2 separate regions of the Hordeum vulgare genome follow, and region 2 is linked to region 1. Evidence: chromatin contacts called from public Hi-C data. All regions are on one chromosome and are shown on one strand. Each heading gives the region's core, a stretch centred on a gene start, on an enhancer-like site or on the middle of the called end of the contact. The rest is flanking DNA. Distances are from core to core; before and after follow the strand shown. Region 1 has its middle 80 kb from the start of LOC123404091. Region 2 overlaps LOC123401830 (cytochrome P450 734A2-like).

Region 1 (3,164 bases), core at 69-2,568:
CACTGCGGCTGCTGATACGTCACGGGCGTGGTGAAGGTGCCGGGCGGCGGCGGGCCATAGGGACCCGTGAGGAAGTTGCGGATTCCCGCGATCGCCTACCCGAGCTCCTGAAGTACCGCAGTCATCTCTACCGGCGTGAAGACGATGGATGCAGTGGCGGGTGGTGGCGCGTCGGTGATCGGCCCTGAGTGGGCTCGCGGCGTGGTGGTGACAGGTGGCGGTTGGGAGGCGGTAGACAGAGGGGCAAACATGATCGGGCCTGAGACAGCTGATACCAGATTGATAAAAGGTGGCTTCCTACAAAGCGTATGCGTAGGTTATATGGATGGCTAGTGGGTTGGGGGAGAGTGTGGGCGCGAGCAACTTTTCAAACCACTTTGGAGACCAACGTTGCATAATGATGTGCATATAGGTTACCCGATGATTTTCGGGCTCCTTTGCACCGCTTTGTTCTGTCATCGTGGAAGATAGATCTCTTGCAAAGTGGCAACTCTATGCACCGACTAACTAGAATCTGATATACCTATTTTGGTGTCTATTTTAACTAGTAGGTCATATATTCCGTTGCTGCAATTCCTCCATCATGAGGAAATGAATCTTGCGTCTTCCTCCAACAACCAAGTACCACCACTTTGTGCCAGGAACAAAAAGGAAGAGTCGAACCAATTGGATAAATCATCATGATGCCAAAATGCGATACTCATATTCCAAATTCTTGCTGAAAGTAATGCTTCGATCGGATTCAATATTTTCTTTAGTAACTGCCGAATCGTTCCAAAGGGGGATTAAAGACCAGTTAGATAGCGTATATAGCTAGAGCAAGGTGCTGGTCTTTGATTCACGAGTCAGGATATATTATTTTATTAACCCATCCGTATCGATATATGTAAATTGTTATGCAAAAGAATATATTCACAATAAGCTAGTTTGTTACTCCTTCCGCTTCTAAATATAAATCTTTTAAAATATTTCACTAGAGGTTTACATACGAAACAAAATGAATGAATTGGTAAAACCTTTAAAAAAATTATATTTAAAGACGGAGAGAGTACAAAAGAACATTATCCACGCTTAAAACAGTTACAGCTGGCTGGTGTGAATTTGCAGTTGGGCTCGACCAGAGAGCTAGCGCTCAGTTCTGGCCCCCTCTCCATCAACCTGGCCCGTGAGAACCCTAACCCAATTAGTTACATATATGAAAACCACTCAAGATAATTTACATATATGAAAAACAGAAGAAGGTCGACTAAACCTTGGTCGCCAGAAATATAAAAAATCGACGGCCGAAGCGGATGCACGTCAACCCTTTGCCGCATACCACTGACCGAACAGTCGTTTGTCACACGTCCTGGCTCGCTCTTTCAAGGACGTCGTGGCCTCTGTTGTCTCCGGCTCAGTTTTTCTTTTTTCCGGCTGTCTCTGGTTCAAGTTGACACACAATCAACTTGAGCCATAGAAATACTTTCTCTGTATTCATTTTTTTAACAAGTATTTGTAAACAAAGAAAATGATTTTCAGGTGTGTGTCAAATACATGTGATATATAAAACATTCTTTTGTGTTTTAAAAGTGCATTTGCATCGAAACGTTCCCAAGGAATCTGCTTCCATTGCACGAACTTTGATATATACTTTTCTATCCGTATATCCATGGCCAGCACATATCTGCATGCAAATCACACCGAAACTAGCGAAACAGAGAAGAAAGCGCCAGTTTCTCTTGTGAGAAAATAAAGTGGTTATGTCTCTGTCTACTTTTCAGTCTTTAACCCTACCTCCAATACTACGTGATTGAAACCGTCGTTCTTGTTCTCTTCCTCCGCTGCTGAAATCAGTGTAGTTGTTCAAGTCAAATGCGTTGAGCGCGTCCGGCATGTCGAGAAAACTTGCTTAACATTTATCGGAGTCGGGCAGTCGAGTCGTCAGATGTGATGTAAATCAACGCGCACGTATATCCTTTTAGTTTAGTCTGCCGAGAATTTGGCTTGTTCCGATATGAAAGGCTAACTAACTTGTTAGTCAAAACATCATGTCCTTGACCAAAACCATGGTCTCTGTATATTTACTCAAACCTGAAACGTCCATGCATACGTATATCCGTAATAATCACAAAAAGGTACCCATCATACGCGTACTAATTTATAATTGTACATGCCGCCAACTTTGATTCAAATTTGGCAGGAGAACAAAGACGTAACAAGATTTGAGTATCATCATTCCCCGCAAAAAAAAAAATTAAAAAAAAAATGAGTATCATCATTATGTCAGGAAACTCTAACAGTTGGTAAAGTCAGCCGGCTCATTTTCCCTTTCACATGCAAGCGCATATTTACAATTAAACAAAGGGTCCACCTATTTGAGATAGAGAAAAACGATCACATCTCTCGTACTTAAAAAGCGAGTTTGTAGTCTCGCTCATTCCGGCCAACCCCTCGTCAAACACTAAATTACGTCAAACGCAACCAATTTAAACGGCCCATATGACATGTGTATTAAGTCAATTAAATTGATAATTTTTCAAAACAACGTCTTGCATTAACTCATTTAAATTAAATCTTTAGAAAATCACAGTTAAATCAAAAATTTCCCTCCCGTCACTACTCATGCAAATAAAATCTTACTAAACAACTATAGTCAAAGTTAGCCCGCAGGATTTGCACCCTTTGCAGGAGAGCAAACGAGACAAAGCATCTTCTTTACTTCAAATGCCGATTCATTATGGGCACCTCGTGAATTGTAAAAGAGTGGTTGAGATTGAGGGCGTTGGACATGCAAACATGGAGGTCGGAGCGCGACACCAAACGGTGGTGGACGAGCATGTCAAAGCGAAACACAGCAAACGGATGCTTGTATGTTGGATCATCTGAAATGAGAGAAATGCCATGGTCTTTCGGAAGAAATCAATGCCACCTTTTTACATTTTAAAAATCATTGAGGACGAGGCCAAGACGTGAGCAACAGACAAAGCGAAGCACATCAGCAATATCATGCCGCGAAATTAGTACTTTGTCATATGTCTATCCGATGAACTAAGATGTATTACCATTTCTCTATACCTAAAACTCTCCCTCTTAATTAATACATGAGGCAAATCATTTGCCTCCGTTTTCAAAAAAAAAAAAAAGTTGGCTCGCACATTTGACGCGTGGGTGCATGTATTTTATTG
Region 2 (3,239 bases), core at 49-2,548, 410 kb before region 1:
GTCTTCAAAGCATGGGCCCCACCAAAGGTTAAATTCTTTGCCCTACTAGCATTGCAAGATAGGAACTGGACTGCCGACCTCTTGGAGCTGTGTGGATGGGATAACTGTGGTCTTTCCCTCTTTGTGAGAGGGAGCTCGAAACGGGCATTGACATATTCATCAACTATCGCTTCTCTATTCGACTTTGGGGTTTGGCCATTGCAAAATTCGGGCTTCTACATGTGGAAACATCCTGTTGTCACCTTGAGGAGTCACTCATGAGACGGTGGGACCAAAGGACCGACATGCAAAATCCCAATAGATCAACCATGGCTTCCCCCACCATGCATGTTTCGAGGATCATTTGGAATGAGCGAAACACGACAATCTTTCGTCACAAGAGTGCTCCACCGCAAAATTTGCTCAAGGGCGCTTTGGACGAGGGCAACCTTTGGGTTACCGCCGACGCTAAGAAATTATGGCAAATTGTTCTATGTGAGTAATTGTCAGGGCCTGTTGTGCCCACTTATAAAACTCTATTCTTCCTTAATTTAATGGATGAGGCAAATCTTTTCCTTCGTTTTGAAAAGAAAAAAAGTAGGATCCGTGCTATGACGACATCAACTTGACAGCTAGTGGTCGATGGCGGGAGCAGGAGGGAGTTGGGCCACATTTTCATTTATTTTCTATCGAACCAAGTTGTCATCGGAGAGCAACTTATAAAAATTGGATTAAATATGCATGGTTCCAGATTCCGTGTTTAGACATAACAGGCTTCCTATTTCTTTACACAATGACTCATCGGGCGATTCACATACAAATAACATTAGCAAATCCTAGCATTCGAAGTAAGGACAAATGAAGCACCGTAGTGACGTCTTGACAGATTTGGGGGTTCAAAAACTGAATTGTCACAATCCACCTTGATACCGAACGCAGTCTAAATCGCGTGTATATATACGCTTGGATTTGGAAGCCACAACAAGGACGTCGATGGCGACAAACGCACCTAAAAAAAGGTCCATACGCGTTCCAGGTAGTAAATCTCAACGCAGTAGCTCGCCTAACTCAGCGCACACCATCTTTAAAAGAAAAGGAGAAAAAAAAAAACACGTTCCCACCGTGGCTGAGGGGCGCAGAAATGCTCAGACCGCGAAGGACCGGGGGTTTGGCATGCCCCCATGCATGAGTCGGACCGGTAAAAAACCACAGACGGCGCGGCGCTCACCGTTTTTTTCGGTGAGCAGCACGAGAGCTACTGCGTGCCTCTCCCTCCGGCCCAGCCACGAGGTACTACTTCCTCCGTTGTCCGTTTGCATAACCGTTGGGAATGCTCCTTGCGGCAGTGACAGCTAGCCCCCGACGACAGGCAGAGTCTCCCCCTGGGTATGCCCACCAGGATTTGGCTGCCGGCCCCACCCTAAATTTCCACTCTCGATTCAGCTTGTGCTCTTTCACAAATAAATAATACTCCCTCCGTTCCAAAAGAAATATCGTTAATTTGATATAAATTTATACTAACTTAATATAAATTTTAGGACATTTATTTTAGGACGGAGGAAGTAGTAGTACCTAGTTTTCGTATGAAAGTTGAGTGGGCCGCACAAGCACAAAATTAGAGAGTAGGGCGTTTTGGAGCTCGGCCTCTATGAAGTCTTTTATTTTTAAAATATTCAAAATTTCAACTTTCTGATTTCAAAAACATTTGAAAAAATATGCAAGTACAAAAAGATGAAATGTATATATGTGTGTAAAAATCAGTATGAAATACTTTTAGATGTGATGTCTGAAAAAAGAACAAATCCGTATACTTTTGAGATGAATAGTATCATGTGTTAAAAACCATAAATCTGTCTTTTTTACACAAACCTTATTTCAACATATTTCGTTCTAAAAATTTACATACATATGTGCCATGTCTTTATGTATATCTTTATTTTTTCTCAGATATTTTGAAATATAAAAATATGAATTTTGATGAATTTTAAGTTTTTTAAAAATCAGCCTACATGAAGGCCGAGCTCCAAAAGACATTTTCTAAAATTAGACTAACAAAAACCTCTCGCAAGCTTTGAATTTCCTTGGATTTCCTATTTTCTAGTTGTATTTTTAACAAAAGTGAGTCATTAGGCCGGATAGGGATTGTTAATTAGGCAAGTACTCCCTCTATTAACTAATAAAAAAACATTTAGATCATCACTACAAGCGTTTAGATCATTAAAGTAATACTTGTGGTCTTGCTGTTGTGTGTTGGGCATTGTGGAATTGTCGTAACCGTGCTATCTTTGAGAACAAAAAATTGAGTTCCCCCTTCGATGTGATATATACGGCTTGTGGTCTCCTTACATACTGGACAGGTTTACTGGCAGGGAAAGATCGGGAGGCTATGGAGCGAGGGGCTAAGATGCTGAAGATCAATGCAACTAACTTGATGTGAATTTGTGCTGCGCCAGATGGTGCACAGTGATGATGGTGCATGGCTTCTGTGGTCAGGTGGTTTTAGTTTGCCATCCCCCCCCCCCCCCCCCCCCGCGTGGAAGTATTAGTTGATTTCAAAGTGAATCAGGCTATGTTCTATGTTGGTGTTAGACTTGTTTTCATGTAGTGTGACTGGTGGATTTTAGACTTTTTTTTTCGTTGCGGTGGATAGGTGTTTTTGGGTTTTCGCCCTGCGGTAGGCTGCTCGAGAACGAGTGCCTACGGTGGGTTTTTCAAAAATGCTTTGAACTCGCTCCCCTTTTTTAGTTTTCTTTTGTCAAACTTTGTATTTCCGTTATGATAAGTAATGGAAAGGGGTTTGTCCGGTTTAAAAAAAGTAATGATATAAACGCTTTTATATTAGTTGACAGATGAAGTATATTTTTTCTATAATGGATAAAGGATCACCGACCAAAACAGTGGAGAGACCGGCAAAAGAGAATGCCGCGCGTAGGGTAGACACAGGGTTCCAAGGAAATTATAAACATGACACCATTTTTCACTTCTTTTCTTCCCGACGATGATGATGGAATAAACATCTGTACAAATACTACATACACCAGAAGCCATTGGCAACACAACAAAAGGAAAGGAGGTGGGGGTGGGGTGGGGGCCTTTCTCTTGTGTGTCATCAAATCTTAAAAAAGGCTGGCCCTGATCCGGTCTGTTAAGGAGGGCATTTTTGGCAACCTGGCGGGTCCCAGTCCACACACAGGCCAGGACAAAAGGTTAGTGATTCTTGGCTCTTTCTATCACTTGGACTCACATATGTACACTAGAGG

What was found. A called contact is a pair of places that touch in the nucleus more often than the background predicts.
Region 2: a contact with region 1 is called in a Hi-C map of leaf, with 5 times the contacts expected there. The contact joins two enhancer-like sites. A contact is called at or near these places in 2 of 6 Hi-C or Micro-C datasets (both in leaf).

What each region holds. Positions count from the first base shown.
Region 1 is chr6H:180,554,050-180,557,213 of MorexV3_pseudomolecules_assembly, reverse strand. No RefSeq gene overlaps it. Among protein-coding and RNA genes, the nearest start is that of LOC123404091, 80 kb to the left of the region's middle. Within about 2 kb of position 1,318, at least 1 of the 3 cell types and tissues checked has open chromatin away from gene starts, as enhancers often do. A contact at or near this core is called in leaf, where this site is marked.
Region 2 is chr6H:180,960,785-180,964,023 of MorexV3_pseudomolecules_assembly, reverse strand. LOC123401830 (cytochrome P450 734A2-like) reads right to left here. Exons shown (of 4, transcript XM_045095684.1): 4 at 2,936-3,239. Among protein-coding and RNA genes, the nearest start is that of LOC123401830, 4.4 kb to the right of the region's middle. Within about 2 kb of position 1,298, at least 3 of the 3 cell types and tissues checked have open chromatin away from gene starts, as enhancers often do. A contact at or near this core is called in leaf, where this site is marked.